2 separate regions of the Mus musculus genome follow, and region 2 is linked to region 1. Evidence: chromatin contacts called from public promoter capture Hi-C data. All regions are on one chromosome and are shown on one strand. Each heading gives the region's core, a stretch centred on a gene start, on an enhancer-like site or on the middle of the called end of the contact. The rest is flanking DNA. Distances are from core to core; before and after follow the strand shown.

The links. Capture Hi-C pulls out chosen DNA fragments and counts their contacts.
Region 2: a promoter capture Hi-C map of liver shows a contact between it and region 1. The contact joins two enhancer-like sites. A contact is called at or near these places in 1 of 39 promoter capture datasets (pre-B cells), 1 of 115 datasets of contacts at active chromatin or transcription factors (embryonic stem cells) and 1 of 9 other capture datasets (liver).

The regions. Positions count from the first base shown.
Region 1 is chr10:128,281,653-128,286,907 of GRCm38.p6, reverse strand. It overlaps Stat2 (signal transducer and activator of transcription 2), which reads right to left. Exons shown (of 24, transcript NM_019963.2): 11 at 5,200-5,255; 12 at 4,789-4,806; 13 at 4,103-4,196; 14 at 3,751-3,795; 15 at 3,592-3,675; 16 at 3,326-3,424; 17 at 3,089-3,224; 18 at 2,929-2,981; 19 at 2,716-2,810; 20 at 1,825-1,961; 21 at 1,454-1,636; 22 at 1,190-1,247. Among named protein-coding and RNA genes, the nearest start is that of Stat2, 14 kb to the right of the region's middle. Within about 2 kb of position 2,662, at least 25 of the 459 cell types and tissues checked have an H3K27ac peak or open chromatin away from gene starts, as enhancers often do. A contact at or near this core is called in liver, where this site is marked.
Region 2 is chr10:128,600,753-128,606,007 of GRCm38.p6, reverse strand. No RefSeq gene overlaps it. Among named protein-coding and RNA genes, the nearest start is that of Erbb3, 14 kb to the right of the region's middle. Within about 2 kb of position 3,232, at least 18 of the 459 cell types and tissues checked have an H3K27ac peak or open chromatin away from gene starts, as enhancers often do. A contact at or near this core is called in liver, where this site is marked.

The DNA of each region.
Region 1 (5,255 bases), core at 1,413-3,912:
GTGTGCTGGATTACAGGCCCATGTTGCCACCCCTGGCTTGGGTTGAAGACCTGCACAGACATTCCTCAAAAGGAGGATACACACATGGCAAATGGTATGAAAAACAGGCGTTTAACTTATTATCGGGAAAATGCAAACCCACAGTGGGGTACTGTGTCACCGTTAGAATAGCTAATTAAATGAATCCCAATCCCAGGCGGAGCAAGCTTACTCCTATAACAATTCTAGCACTCAGAAGGCCAGGGCAGGAAGCCTGTCACATATTCAAGGCTAGTGAGGGATAGCTACATAATGAACTCCAGACAAGCCTGGGCTTCTTCCGAGTGTGATCCTATTTCAGAAAACAAACAAATGAAGGACAGAAAAAAAGAAATGGGGGTGTAAGCCCAGCACTTGGGGAGGCTGAGGAAGACCAGCCTCAGCGACATGAGACTTTGCATCAAACAAAGGAGTAAGCAACAAAGGTGGGTCAGCGGTTAAGAGCAGTACTGATGCTCTTTCAAGGTCCCAGGTTTGAATCCCAGCACCCACATGGCAGCCCCCAGACTTCTGTAATCCCAGGACCAGGGATTCTGACACCTTCTTCTGTCCTCCACTGCCACCAGACACAAAAGTGGTACACGTACATACATGCAGGCAAAACGTGCACACACGTAAATTGAAAAATAAGCCGGGCACTGGTGGCAAGTGCCTTACCTCTAGCACCTGAGAGGCAGAGGCAGGGAGACTAGGTGAGTTCAAGGCCAGCCTGATCTACATATCCTGTTCCAGGCCAATAGCTCTGTCTCAAACAGAACAACCACAAGAAAAGAAGTCGACCAACTGATTGACTGGTTGACTGATCTGACCAAGCCGTGTAACTTAAAAGACACTCACATGACCACCATTGCTGTTACCTACCCCAGTGGGTCCTCTAAAGGACCGAACAAAAAAAATTTTTTTTTTTTCAGAAAATCTATTACTGTCATCAGGAAAGGTCCCGTTAACAGGAACGGTTGTGATCATTACTATAAGGGAGACAGTGGAAAGACAGATGGCAGCAGGAAGCCATGAGAGAGGAGCAGCTCAAAGGGGGAAACACCAGAGGTTGGTGAGTTAGGGAGGGGGGAGAGGAGTGGGGAGCAACTGGAATTAGGCAGCTGGAAGCACTGTCAGCCAGAGAACTCCCAGTGAAGGGTTTGTGTCTCACCTGTTAGAGATCACAATGAGTTTATGTTTCAAATATTTCCTCTGTTCTTCAAAATTAACTGTGGGGAGACAGACAGGAGATGGGAGAGATCAATTTGCTGGTCACACAGGTCAGCGCTCCCCTATTGCAAGACGGTCCTGACAAGGTTACCTCCTTACTGCACACTCTGTATAGCCCTGTCCTGCGTGTGAAGGGAGGGAGCCGAATCTATCAATATCTGACAACACTTTCATTCTAGGAAGGATGTATGTTAAAGACCCCAACCTTTTTCCTGGTAGTAACACCCAAAAGCTTCGTCCCGAGGGATTCGGGGATAGAGGAAGCGGAGTGGGTTCTCGGGGATGTTCTCTTCGGCAAGAACCTGGTAGTGGCGGATGATCTCTGTCAGTGGGAGTGACTGTAACACTTCCTTGGTGTAGGGCTGCACTGAGTAGATTTCGACTTTATCTGAAGGACATAGTGTGGTAACATGAAGTGAGTGAGACTAGGCCCGGGGTTCCCAGACCAAACAGACACCGACCCCAAACAGACACCACCCCCACTCCAAGAGCGGACCTAGGGTCAGGGTGGGAGGGTCCGTATGGGGTGCCTGGCAGAAAGCAGACTGCAGGAATGGTACGGGGGAGGGTGCTGACCGTCATCCTGGTGCTCCACCCAAGAACAAGTAATGCCCCCTTCAGAAGTTTCACTGAAGCGCAGTAGGAAGGTGCCAGACAACATCTTCTTCAGCAGTCTGCGTTCCTGGTTGCGGCTCACAAAGCCCATGATGCGCCTGGAGCAGAGTAGACAGACTGAGGAGAGCACCCAGGTGAGGGGTGAGGAGATGGCTCTGCAGCGAAAGGTACCTCACGCCAGCCTGGTTGCCTGAGTTCAATCTCTAGGACCCACATGGTGGAAGGAGAGAACCGACCCCTGTAAGCTATACTCTGACCTCCACATGCACTCGGGTGTGCGCAGGCAGGCGCTCCCACGTGCACACACAGACAGACAGACAGACAGACACACAAAATAAATACATAAAAATATAATAGGGTTGGGCATAGGAGTGAATGCCTTTAATCCCAGCGCTTGGGAGGCAGAGGAAAGCGTAGACAGACAAATGTGGTCTACACAGCAAGATCCAGGACTGTCAGCCAGAGCCACATAATAGAGACATACTGACACACCTCCGCGCCTCCACTCGTGCCCCCCACCCCGCCCCCACAACTCTGTCCATTGATCGAGGAGTTCCCAATTTCTCTAAGCGTGTTTCCTCATGGAACTGAAGGTGGAAGTACTCCGCCACTCAGTGTGGTCAGAGGGGTTGCGCGAACAGAAGCACCCTGCAGGCTCCAGGCTCTGCAACACAGTGGATGCTTGACAAATTCAGACCACAACTGCTATTACTAATGGGGACTTGCACCGTATTGGGTTGGGTTTTTGTTTTTGTTTTTTTGTTGTTGGTTTTTTTTCTTTCCCTTGTGCCACCAGGGGGCGCCCAAAGTGCAGTCCTGAGCTCAGTTAAGGAAATCGACGCCAGGCCTTACCCATCCTTCCAGAGATCCTTCAGGTGGTCGTGCACCAGCTCCAGAATTTTGTCCAGCCAGGTCCAGAAAGGGATCTTACCAGGGGGGCTCTCTCGCTGAAGGAGGAACAGAGAGGCAGGAAGGGATGTGGAGCTGCCCGTGGTGGGGGGAAGGGAAGAGGTGTGCCCAGTGTTTGGACCGGGGACTAGCGGGACACAGGCTGCAGGGTGTTACCTTGCAAAAGTCTACCCAGGACAACAGCGCATCCTCCATCTTGCAGCTCTTTCCTGTGGATCAGAGTCACAGACGGATGACTGAAGGAGGCCAAGGCCAGGCAGAGGACTCTGGTAGGGGCAAGCCAAGGCTAGGGAATGACCAAAAAGAAAAACCGTACCAAACAGCTTGGTTCTCAGCATGCCCAGCTGCTCAGAATCGAGGCCTCGGCCAACGTAAGAGGAGAACTGCCAGCTGAGCACAGGTCCCAGCAAACTCCAGGGGGCTTTCGGAGCTTGGCAGAAGAACTGCTGGTTCTGCAGGGTTCAGGTGAGCCGGCTCAGAAGCAGCCCTTCCTGCGACCTCTGCCCCTCACCCGCTCGCCGCCTCCGCTGCTGCCGCCTCCTCCTCCTCCTACCTTGGGATTTGGGCTGAGCATGTTGAACCAGAGAATGGAGGCCCAGGCAATGGAGAGTTGGTTCATGTTAGAAATAATCACAACAGGGAGAGTGTCCGTCTGGGAGGAAGACCGGAGTTATGGTGGAGAACGGGATGTTTATAACTGCAGGCATCTGCGTCCGTGCGTGGGCAAGGACACCCACTCCAGGACGCTTCTGTTGGTGCCCTCCTTGACCCTTCCTCTAAATCTGCTGCCTCTCTCGCTCCCCGCTTCCCGTCACTCACCTGCAGCTTCATCTTCAGACCCTGGTACACGTACTCAACCACGAAGCTGATGACATGTAACTCCTCTGTCACTGCCAGCGGCCCCTGAGGGGTCACAGTGATCAGAGCCTGTTGAGTCCCTGGCCTCAGCTCACCGCTCCAGTGACCCGCCAGCCTTACCTTGTTGCCCTTTCCTGCACCCACAGCGCGTTGCTCCACCAGAGTCTGCGAATTCAGGAAACACAACGTCAGGGAAGGGACCCAGAGGCCAAGGCCTGGAAATGCCCCAGCTCCTGCTCCTCCGGATTAGACTCCAATTTTTTTTTAGTTTGTTTGTTTTTGTTTTGTTTTAGTTTTGGTTTTGGTTTTTCGAGACAGGGTTTCTCTGTGTAGCCCTGGCTGTCCTGGAAATCACTCTGTAGACCGGGCTGGCCTCAAACTCAGAAATCCGCCTGCCTCTGCCTCCCAAGTGCTGGGATTAAAGGCGTGCGCCACCACGCCCGGCTTAGACTCCAATTCTTACCCTTCTTACCAAGAAGCCGAAGTCCCAAATTAAGCCCTGTCTCTGGCCCTCCTCCGGGGTCAAGGTTTTTTGGTTTGAGGTCAGAATGTTGAACTTCCGGAAGCTGTTCCAGGGAGAAAATATGTGGAGACAAAGAGCAGTGTTAGTGTCTTCGTTTCTCTCTCTTTCTTTCCTTATTTCTTTGTGTAGCCCAGGCTGGCCTTGTATTTCCCTACATTTCTCTTGCCCCTTTGCTCTGAAGTACTGAAAGTTCTGGTGTGTTCCACCATGGCTTGCTCAGAGTTAGTTTTTAAAAACAGCAGGAAAGGGATAGTGGGTTGACTCAGCAAGTAAATGGGCTTGCGGACAAGTTTGAAGACATGAGTTCGATTCCCAGAACTCCATGGTGGAAGGAGAGAGCATGCCTACTAGTTGTCCTCTGGTTTACACATACTTTCATATTTTTCTCTCTTGATTATGTATGTGTGTGTGTGTATATACATACACACACACACATACGCACTCTTTTTCTAAGCAAACTGTAAAAAAAAATTAAAATAAATACAACTTAGCAGTAAACCAAAATTCCACTTCACTTCAGACTTCCCCCTCTCCTTTTGTCCATGTGCCCCCCCCAAGTCCCCTTCCTCCCTTGAACCCCCACGTGTGTTTGTGCAGGTCATAAACACATGTACATGTCCTTATCAGGCACTTACCCTGGTAAGTCTGAATTCCTGAAAAGAAAGAGAAAAAAAAAGTCACTGGGAGGTAAAAGTAGTCGGGAATTTGGTCTTGGTAGTCAGAGAGACCTAGGCTCACACTGCCTTTTGAGCTCACAGCGACATGGCATGGCCTGGCGCAAGCAAAAGACACGGAATCTCTGAGTTGTGTCTGTGTTTGTCCAATGTACTGGCCACACCTGGCTGGTGGCGCTGCAGGACAATGAAACTAGCCTGGGACACGGCACCTGGGACACGGCACTTGGGACGTGGCACGGGCTCAGGGTGCGGGACGTGGGACGGATGGACAGAAGGCAGCCTGGGGATCCTGCCGTGAAGTGGGTACCTGTGCCTCCAGCCTGTGCCTGTTGGCTGTTTTATTCACATCCTTCAGCTGCCTCAGCTCACCTGTCGACAGAGACTTCTGCTTTGAGTGATTCGCTGCCTTCCTGGAGTCTCACCAG
Region 2 (5,255 bases), core at 1,983-4,482, 320 kb before region 1:
AAAAAAGATAAAATAATATTTTTCAATGTTGTTGTTTGTTTGTTTGTTGTTTTTGTTTGCTTGTTTGTTTGAGGCAGGGTTTTTCTGTGTTGCCCTGGCTGTCCTGGAACTCACTCTATAGACCAGGCTGACCTTGAACTCAGAAATCCACCTGCCTCTGCCTCTCAAGTGCTGGGACTAAAGGTATGTGCCACCACTGCCTGGGTCAATGTATTTTTTTTTTTTATGCACATGAGTGTTCTGCCTTCTTGTGTGTATGTATGTATGTCCAGCATACATACATAGACAGAAGCCAGCTTCTGTATGCAGGTAAGTAAGAAGGTAGGCAAGGCAGGCAGGTAGACAGACAGACAGACAGACAGAAGCTCCTTTAAAGCAACAATTGGAGTTCCCCACTGAAATTTCTGGGCAGAGCAGAGTATCCTCTCTGGTGAGGCTTTCAAGCAAAAGAACAAACAGTCACTGTCCTGGCTGGTTTTGTGTGTCAACTTAGCACAAGCTGGAGTTGTCCCAGAGAAAGGAGCCCCCCTTGAGGAAATGCCTCCATGATCCTGCTGTAAGGCATTTTCTCAACTAGTGATCAAGGGGAGGAGGGGCCAGCCCATTGTGGGTGGTGCCATCCCTGGGCTGGTGGTCTTGGGTTCTATAAGAAAGCAGGCTGAGCAAGCCAGGGGAAGCAAGCCAGTAAGCAGCACCCTCCATGGCCTCTGCTTCAGCTCCTGCCTCCAGGCTCCTGCCCTGTGTGAGTTCCTGTCCTGCCTTCCTTTGGTGATGAACAGCAATGTGGAAGTGTAAGCAGAATAAACCCTTTCCTCTCCAAGTTGCTTCTTGGGGATGCGTGTTTTATGCAGGAATAGAAACCCTGACTAAGACAGTCACAGACAGAGACACACATCAAATTCAGCTCTTAACATCCACAAAAGCTGGCTGCACAGGACATCCTCAGCAGGACAGGAAGCCTCTGCAGGGTTCCAGACTGAGCTGAGCTTTTGCTCCAGGCTGTTTCCCAGTTCTCCTTCTCACTGTAGTTGTTTTAAAACTTATGGGATAAACAACAGTGACCTCTGAGAAACATTCCCCTTCTGGCTTTTCTCAAGGACAGTGTTTTACCAGGCCTGTTTTGCTATTCTCGTCCCTCCCTGTCACAGAGTTAAGAGGGCAGCCCATACCCAGACAAGGGACCTTAGAGGACACTTGAAGACCATCATGCTCAGGTCTGAAAATGTGAGGCAGGGCAATCCCATGGCTAAGGCCTGTTTTTATTTCTTTGAGACAGTTTGTTATGTGGTTGGGAGGTGTACCCTTAAATCCACTGTGTGACCCAAGTTGGCCTCAAACTTGTGATCCTCCTGCCTCCTAAATGCTGGGATTACAGGCATGTGCCAACAAGCCCAGACCATATAATGCTGAAGATCAAATCAGGTCCTTATGAATGCTGGGTAAATACTGTATGGACAGAGTGACACCCCTAGCCTGTTTTGTTTTCAGTTAGAATCTCTTAAGGCAGCTCCCCTACCCAGGTTCACTTCATTTTTTATTTTTTAATTTTTTGGGGGGTGGGGGGTGGGGGAAAATGGTAGGTGGAGTTCAGATGTAATCTCCTGGAACTGAAATAAGATGAGACAGAAAGCAGGCATTGTATTGCTCTCCAGTAATCCAAGGACATTGCTTCAAACTTAAAGACAGTCTGGGTCTATTTAGCAAGCTCCAGACCAAGGCTTATAATGAGTCCAGATCTTATCGAAACAAACAGAAGGTGAGGAGGATAGGGCTGAGGAGGAAGGGGGGAGGAGGAGGAGGAGGAGGAAGAGGAAGAGGAAGAGGAGGAAAAGGAAGCTAAGGATATATAGCTCAGCCATAAAGTGCTTGCCTGACTCATAATTTCATTTAGTTTCATTTTCTTTTCTTCCTCTTCCCACCATTTTCTCTCTTTGCACCATTTTCTCTCTTTTTCAAGTAAGCCAGGCTGATCTTGAACACCTGATTCCCCCTGCCTCCACTTCCCAAATGCTGCATTATAGTCATGAACCACCACACTGACCTATAGCTTCCTAGACTGTGAGTGGAGACCCCCTATGGACACCTAAGTGATTGTATGGGTGTGCAAGACATTTGGTGGCAGCAGAAGTTTTCTGGACACGCAGACTCCAAAACCGAATTCAAAGTCAAACATGAAATGAATCTGACGTGTTTCTGACCACATGTGCCTGTGTTGTATCACGGGCCTCGGTAGTCTTGCTTTTGAACACATGGCACGCTAGTGTACTACCGTGCATGCCGTCAGGCCACAGTAGCACATCTATAGAGTGTATTATGTTAGAATGTTTGCTTTGTTGTCGTCCTGGCTGAACCGGAATTTACTATGTAGATCAGGCTAGCCTCAAACTCATGCCTATTCTTCTTGGGTGCTGGGATTAAAGGTGTTTACCACTATACCCATAGGACATTTGCTTTTTTTTTTTTTTTTTTTTTCGAGACAGGGTTTCTCTGTGTAGCCCTGGCTGTCCTGGAACTCACTCTGTAGACCAGGCTGGCCTCGAACTCAGAAATCCGCCTGCCTCTGCCTCCCGAGTGCTGGGATTAAAGGCGTGCGCCACCACGCCCGGCGGACATTTGCTTTTTTAAAGTGTTATTTGTGTTGTTGACTTAAGTTTTATTGAAAGAAAGAAAGAGAGAGAGAGAGAGAGAGAGAGGAAGGAAGGAAGGAAGGAAGGAAGGAAGAAAGAAAGAAAGAAAGAAAGAAAGAAAGAAAGAAAGAAAGAAAGAAAGAAAGAAAGAAAGATAGATCATTGAATGATAGATCAGGTATGAAGGCATCTATCTTTAACCCCAACACTCAGGAGCAAAGGCAGTCAGTTTTCTGTGAATTGAAGACCAGCCTGGTCTAAATAGCAAATTCCAGGTCAGTCAAAAGTACATGGTAAGATCCTGTCTCCAAAGTAAATAAATGACCATTGACTAAATTTTAGCTTAAGATTAGGATAGAATTTCTAACAATTTTTGAAATTGCCATTTTGTAGTATGTATTATACAAAATGTCATCTCAGCGTTGACAACTAAAAAAAAAATCAAAATATCAGTCAGCTGTGAAAAACAGGAAGCTACTCTATGCCCTGGAGTATGAAATATTCAGCCAAAGGGACGTGGCTCGGTTGGTGGAGTACTGGAAGCCATCCCCAGTGCCATAAACACTGGGAGCAGCAACACATGCCTGCAGCCCCAGAATCAGGGATGCAGAGACAAGATCAGAATTTCACATTCATTCTCAGCTAAGCAAGTACTCTATTACCACAGCTGCATCCCAACCCTCTAGTTCAAGGTCAGCCCCAGCTAAGATAAACAGTATAATAAAATAGAAAGCAGTCAAAGGTAGTCAAAGTTCCTTTCATATCAGTATGTCCTCCTGTTTGTTTATTTTGAGATGGAATCTTTCTCTGGAGTCTGGGCTGGCCTCACACTCACAGAGATCTTCCTGTCTCTGCCTCCGTAGTGCTGGGACTAAAAGTGTGTGCCACCAGGCCCTCCCTCTCTTGTTTATTTTTGGGGAATTGTCTTAAGTCGCTCTTTGTTGCTGAGAGAAAACACGCAAGCAGGGAAACCTGAAGGTTTAATTTCACTTGAGCTTCAGAGGCCTAAAATCCATGTTGGCAGAATGAAGGGTGATTGAAAGTCACATCTGGAACCCGGAACAAAGAGGAAGAGAGAGAACATTAGGGAGGGTGGGGGATTTTACTTTTTTTTTTTTTTTTCTTCAAGACAAGGTTTCTTTCTCTGTATAGGCCTGGCTGTCCTGGAAATCACTTTGTAGACCAGGCTGTCTTCGAACTCAGAAATCTGCCTGCCTCTGCCTCCCGAGTGCTGGGATTAAAGGCATGTGCACCATGCCCGGCAAAAGATTTTTTTTATTATATGTAAGTATGGACATGGTGGTACACGACTTTAATCCCAGCACTCAGGAGGCAGAGGCAGGCAGATTTCTGAGTTCGAAGACAGCCTGGTCTACAAAGTGATTTCCAGGACAGCCAGGGCTACACAGAGAAACCCTGTCTCGAAAAACCTAAAAAAAAAAAAAAAAAAGATATGTAAATACACTTTAGTTGTCTTCAGACACACTAGAAGAGGGCATCAGATCTCATTATGGATAGTTGTGAGCCACCATGTTGTTGCTGGGATTTGAACTCAGGACCTTCAGAAGAGCTGTCAGTGCTCTTAATTGCTGAGCCATCATTCCAGCCCAGTGGGAGGCTTTTGAAACCCCCTGACCCACCCCCAATGACACACCTCCTCCAACAAGGCTACATCTCTTAAGCCTTCCCAGTTTCACCAGCTGGGGACCAACTGTTCAAACTTGAGCCAATGGGACCTGTTGTCATTCGAACCACATGAGAATGCTTGGCTGGAGTCAGAAATGCCACCTGAAAGCTCTCATGCACAGGCTTGGCTGCTGATCTTTAGGAAGTGACAAGATCTTTTTTTTTTTTTTTTGGTTTTCAAGACAGGGTTTCTCTGTATAGCCATGGCTGTCCTGGAACTTGCTTTGTAGACCAAGCTAGCCTCGAACTCAGAAATCCACCTGCCTCTGCCTCCCAAGTGCTGGGATTAAAGGCGTGTGCTACCACCACCCAGCCTAAGTGACTAGATCTTAAGGACTCTGACTTCATACATAGATTAATCAACTGGTAGTTGTAATTTTTAATGTTTTTAAACCTTTTTTTTAATGGTAGTTCATAAATGCTATAACCTCTCTTGTAGCCCACCACCTACCCGAGGTAGTGGGAAAGAAAGGATATGTTTAGAAAAATTCCCTGGGGCAACTCCTGTCTGTGTTGTCTGGAAATCGGCAGTTCAGTTCAAGGGTCAGCAGCAGCAGCTCGAGCCACTTGCAAACACTTCATGAATACATAGTTTGATAGTCCAGTTTGATAGAGTTGGGATATTAACACGCAGTGGTGGCACTACCTAGCAGAGACAGCCAGGCCTCAGCTTTGGCACGAGTCAGCAGGAGGGACTAGCAGGAAAGCCAGGAGAAGTTCTCCACATACACCCAGAAACAACAGTACCAATGGACCCAAACCTCTTTCACCATACTGGAAACAGCCTGAAACTCACTCCGTACACCAGGATAACTCACTCTGAAGACCAGGCTGGCCTCAGATCTGCCTGCCTCTACCTCCTGAGTTTTGACCACAGGCCAAAACCTCTGTAATCAAGAACATTAGTTCCTAACTCAATTTGAGTCCTCAGGTATTATGTCC